2 separate regions of the Gossypium arboreum genome follow, and region 2 is linked to region 1. A link is a contact called in public Hi-C data. All regions are on one chromosome and are shown on one strand. Each heading gives the region's core, a stretch centred on a gene start, on an enhancer-like site or on the middle of the called end of the contact. The rest is flanking DNA. Distances are from core to core; before and after follow the strand shown.

Region 1 (2,929 bases), core at 318-2,817:
TGAAGTTGATGAGTTTGAAATTTTGAATATATTAATAAAAATAATATGTAGTGATTTGTGTTGAAGCGATACTAAATTTCACAATGGCATAGGTGTTCAAGCATGAAGAACATAGAAATTAGATTCAAATATGCTATAAGTCATTATACTTTTTGAAAATTAAGAATTCAATCCTGTACTTTTATTTTATGAAATTTAATCTCTATTTTTAAATTTCAAAATTCAGATCTAATTGTTAATGTTATTTAAATTTTTATTAAATTTATTGTTATGATATTTTGAAATAAAAAAAACTTACTTAGTAGTCATGTGATTAAAAATAATAATTTTGTAATCAATTTAAATTTAAAAAAAATAACCGTATTAATATTTAAACTTAAATTTTAAAATTTGAAAAGTAAAAAAAGTTACACTAGATTTATAATTTTCAAAAAATATAATGTATGATTTTAAGGTAGAAATTAAGAAAATGTAAGTAGGAGTGGACGGTGTTGTTTTTGGTGCCTCGAAGGGTGACACGTGATTCTATTCTTTCTAGAAAGGAGATGTGCGGTGGAAAAGGAGATGAAATGCCCGATTCACGTGCCTCTCATTTTATGACAATAGAGTTTCATGCTTTGGTTAGGGAAGAGATTGAATCACTATTTCCTAATATTATAAAATATGTTTTTTAATTACAATGACAGGGTTATGTAAAACCTAAATAACAATTATAATTAACACGACTTAAATTTAGGTCACATTTAGAATAATAAAACTCTTCATATATTATGTAAATAATTTAAAAATTATAAAAATTCATAAAAGAAAGGGGGTCATTTTAGCCATTCATTTAATTTTTCGTCTCTTTTAGTCCTTAAATTTGTATTGTTTATTAAATCACTCCAAAATAGATGGAAAAGTTAACATCTGTTAACTTATTTACATGTATGCCACATTAGCAATTAATTTTTAAAATTTTAAAATATTAAAAAATAATTAATTGCTGACGTGGCGGCATCCACATGGCAATTCATGTGCATGTCATGTTAATAAAGTTAATAAACATTATATTTTGCTATCCATTTTTGTGATGATTTGACAAATACAAAGTTAATGACTAAAAGAGTCGAATAATTTAATAGAGGGCTAAAATGATTACTTTTATAATATCCTTATAATTTTGATTTAATATAAATATTAATACTTAAATTGAATTGAATCACAATTTCAGATGAAATTAGCATTTCATTTAGAAAAAAAATATTGTATGTTTTAAATGTAGAAAAAATATGAGATCTGGATTCATTATACTAAAATGTTTCATTTCAAGTAGATATTATATTAATTAATATAAATTTGTTAAATAAATATATAAAAATGATAAATGGTTTCCAGTCATCATCGAAAGACCAAAGTGGGTATAAATTTAGAATTTTCTTGGAAAATGCAGCCTCTGGGCTGGCTCTTGGGTCCTACCTTTTCATCTCTTCCAAGAGAAAAGAAAATTCTATTCAAAGACTGCCCTTTTGAAAATTAATAAAGAAAAAGCATGCAAAAGTCTCCAACATAGATTCCTTTCTTTTGCTTTCAAGCAACCAATACCCCCCAAAATCTCAATCCATCCTTCTGCTGCCAAAGTTTCAAATTCCAAACCCTCCCAATCACTTCACTTAAAATTTCCCCATATAACCCTTCAACACAGACCCAACCTGAAACCAATATGACGACGCTGCAGAAATTCAAGCTATTGGCGACACAATGCGGCGTCACCCAAAGCCCAACACGAAGTCCAAGGACGAGCCCCCTCCTCAACTTCCGCCGCCCTAAAACCACACTCCGAATGCTTCTTACCAGAAGCGGTAGTCGCAAATCGTCAAGTTGCCGGGAAATGGCGTATCCACAGAGTTTCTTCGGCATTTCAGGTGAGAAAAAGAAGGGCGACAAGGATTTAAGTGGTCGCACTTTGAAGGATTTATTCGTATCATCAGGAGGAGGATACGAGGAGGACCAAGGAAAAGTGGTGAAGGAGGAATTTGGCGGGAAGGGCGACGTTCAAGTGGCGACGAAACTTGGCGGTGTGAATGGGTTGGGAGGTGAAGCGGGATCGGCACGGGCAGGGTGGATTGGGTTTAGGCATAGGATGGTGTTGAGGAAGGCTTGGCGTCCCATGCTTCAGACCATCCCTGAGTAATCATATTATTTGGGTGAGGCGTTTAAATCTCTTCTTAAACGCATTTCTTTCTTAAAACCAAAATTTTGCTTCTTCTTCTTCTCTCTCTCTCTCTCTCCCCCTTGTATCCAAATGCTGGGCTTCAGATTGATATATTGTTAAAAGATGACACGTGTTCTATTTAATATGTGATAATATTTAAACTTTTTTATTTTGATTTTATGGATTTCTAATAATTTATCAAACGTTAACTATTATTCGTAAATTAAATTATTTTCTTATTTTAAATGTTTTTCATAAATTAAATTATTTAGATATTAAATGTTTTTCTTATTTTAATTTATCAACATTCAAATCTTTGTCAAACCTAAATTTTCAACCTTCACATACGTTGATTTTTCAATTCAACCAAACTCTCCATAATTACAACAAATATACAATAATTATTTATTTTTAGAGATAAAATGTGATTTGTTCTATGAGGTTTGTTTCATAATTATCTCTTTAAAATTTTAAAATATTTTTCACTATCATAAAAATTAAAATTAATTACATAAATCGAGATTTTTGTTCTAACCTTATTATTTGTCAGATTCATCAAATTAGACTTGGGATCATTCAACGTATCAGACTTTCCTTCTCCATACCCATAAATCATATCCATGGATTTTGATATATTGTAGGAATAAAAGAATGCAGATGGGATTGGGAATCTGAAAAGAAGGAAATAAAATTGGGAGCAATATTGTCGCCGGAATTCATGAGTTTGATATGGGT
Region 2 (2,911 bases), core at 174-2,673, 310 kb after region 1:
TCCGTTATTTAGGTTAAAGGAGAAAATCGAAACCCAATAAGTTAGGGCACGATTGTCTCGAATTACCAAATACTGAATATTACTTTATAAAAGAATTATTATTGGGTTGGATATAATGATAATAAGAATAATATTAAAGTAAAGTAAACAATAATACTATATATAAATACATATATATATATGTATATAATAGAAATACACACTACTATATAATAATAATAAATATAGAAATACAAAAAGCAAATATAATAAAAATATTAAATTAAAGTAATAAAAACAATACTATATATAAATATATATATATACATAAAAATATACACTAATATATAATAATAATAGTGATAGCAAAAATAATGAAAATATGAGTAATATTAATAATATATTAGAATACAAAAGTAAAGTAATAACAATAGGGTGATAATAATAATAATAATACAAACAATAATACATATATATATATATAATAATAGTAGTTAGAAATAAAAATAATAAAAGTAACAATAATGATAGTAATAATATAAATAAATATGGAGAGGCATATATAATATAATAATAATATAAATAATAATATATACATGAGAAATAATAATAATATAAATAATAGTAAAAATAATAAAATAATAAAACAAAGCTCTCAACTCTCTTTCTCCTTTTTCTAAATCCGTAGTTAATTAAAACTTTTATTTCATCATAGACCCTCCATGGGCACATCATCAGTACCACCACACACTGACAATGGGACCTAAAAAAACCTTTTTCAGTAATGAAAATATGGGTAAACTTCTTACTTTTATTTTTACTTTCGTATAAAAAAAACAAAATAAAATTGAAAGGAAAACAATAAACAAACAAAGAACTAAAGATGAGAATAGACAAAAGAAACCTCTTTTACTTTGATCTTTGATTAATCTCCAAAAACTAGCCTTTCCAAGAAACAAAAACAACCTTCTTTCCAAAAAAACAAAAAAACACCTCCAAAAAATAAAAAAAAATCTCCTCCAAAACAAAGAACAATCCTCCTCCAAAAAACCCAAAACCCCCTAAAACAAAGTCTTGAATGGCTTTTATAGCCAAATTTTACAAGTGGAGTGGTTGGGGTGATTTAGGTGGCCAAGAGTGGTGGAGTTGGTGGCCAAGGTGGGTGGCCAACAAAGGTGGTGGATTAGGTGGCCAAGGTTTTTATTTATTTATTTATTTTTTTTTGTGTTTGTGTTGGGATTAGGTTGGGCCAAAATTGGGTTTAGGCTTGTAACTGGATAATAGGCTAGGTTTAATTTGGGTTTAGTTTTATTGGGTCCCGGGCAAAATTTGGGTCTTACAATAGTAATTGCATGTCTGCATTATCCTTTTTTTATGTTGAAATATTTTTTAAAAAATTACATTTAATTATTTAGTTGATTTTAAAAATATTAAAATTATTAAAAATAAATAGTAAAAATTAAATTGAAGCGAAATTGAAGATGCATTCAACATTCACTGTAGAGCGAGTAGTGAAGCAAAGCCTGCTAATTATGGTGGTGTAGCATCCACCCGGCGCCGCTTCAGTGGCATCCCTACCTCGTCTCTCCACGTAGTTCCGTCCCTGGTCATCAACCGCCAACTAAGCTATGAACTCCCGGTCTCAGTACCAGTATCAGCACTTTTATTTTATTTAATTCTTAACCAATAATTTACCTACCCGCCGCAGCCTACCTTCCGTCGACAACCATTTAAGCTGTACGTTTTAATCACCTTCCTCACTATGGATTCAACCTTCTTCTCATTTCTCTAACAACCAAAAAAGTAGGAAAAAAATGGCTACTCATAATCTTGCTGTTATCCTCAAAAACCAGTCAAACGACGCTGAATTCCTCCTCCTTAAGCAAACTCCACCGCCTAAATTCAGCGAAGACCAGTACGATTCTTATGTGGATTCTGATCTCTGGGACCTTCCTTCCACGCTTCTCAACCTTCAACACGATCACTCCCACCCTGGGATCGTTATCCAGGGCGCCCAGTCCTCTCACAACATTGATTTGACTAAATTTGATGTCCAACTTGCTCTTACTGGGGTCAATTTTATTTCCTTTTTAAATGAATAATTTCATTTTCGAGTTTCTGTTATCTGATGGTGGTTAATTCGTTATTCTTTCTAGGTGCTGGAAAAATTGGGTTTAAAGGTGAATGATGTAGGGGAGTGGAGTTTGTTCAAGTATGTGGAGGAAGCTGAGTTCGGACCTGGGTTTCCAGTTAATACTGTGTTTATTATGGGCAAATTGTTGGACGGAAATCAAAATTGTCAAGGTATGTTTATTGTACTCGTTCATCAAGCTAAATATAGTTGGTTTAACTTTGTATTGGCTAAGTCTTCTAGAATCTCGATGCTTATTTCTAAAAATGCATAAGAGAAGTTATTGGGTGAAAAAATAAAATGGAGATTTTTAATTCATAGATTAACTTGATCTACAAAGGGCTTCAGCTGAGAGTTTGTTAAGTTGTAAAATTGATCAAATTGGGGCTCGCCAAAAAGAGGGCAGATTTTATCTTTAATTGTTACCAAAAGCTTATTAGCTATGAAGCACGGACACGCCGGAAAGTCCCTCGTACCTATCTCAACAGGTTACCCGACATGGACATGCCGGAATACCTACCAGACACATCAAAATACGGAAAAAAAAAAATCAGATACGGCGAGACACACAAGGACACGGGATTTTGGTGGTTGAAAATAGTTGAAAACATCATAATAGTGATAGAAAATCTCTGTTTGAAACCTAGATCTAGACTTTATCGTTAAGATTTTCTAAACTCTAATCTGGTGCATGTGAGAAGTTGAGAGAGATATACTGAGGGTATTTTACAATATTTCGACACCATTGACAGCAGCTGGAGTGGCAGTGGTGACCCTGTTCTGTATTGTGTCGTACCCGTA

What was found. Hi-C and Micro-C count contacts between places; a contact is called where the count stands out from the background.
Region 2: a Hi-C map of leaf shows a contact between it and region 1, with 4 times the contacts expected there. The contact joins the promoter of LOC108475966 here to the promoter of LOC108455989 in region 1. A contact is called at or near these places in 2 of 5 Hi-C or Micro-C datasets (both in leaf).

What each region holds. Positions count from the first base shown.
Region 1 is chr3:10,221,385-10,224,313 of ASM2569848v2, forward strand. It overlaps LOC108455989, which reads left to right and starts at 1,568. Exons shown (of 3, transcript XR_008279945.1): 1 at 1,568-2,186; 2 at 2,836-2,927.
Region 2 is chr3:10,528,962-10,531,872 of ASM2569848v2, forward strand. LOC108475966 reads left to right here and starts at 1,424. Exons shown (of 12, transcript XM_053025515.1): 1 at 1,424-2,030; 2 at 2,136-2,283. The coding sequence starts at 1,794.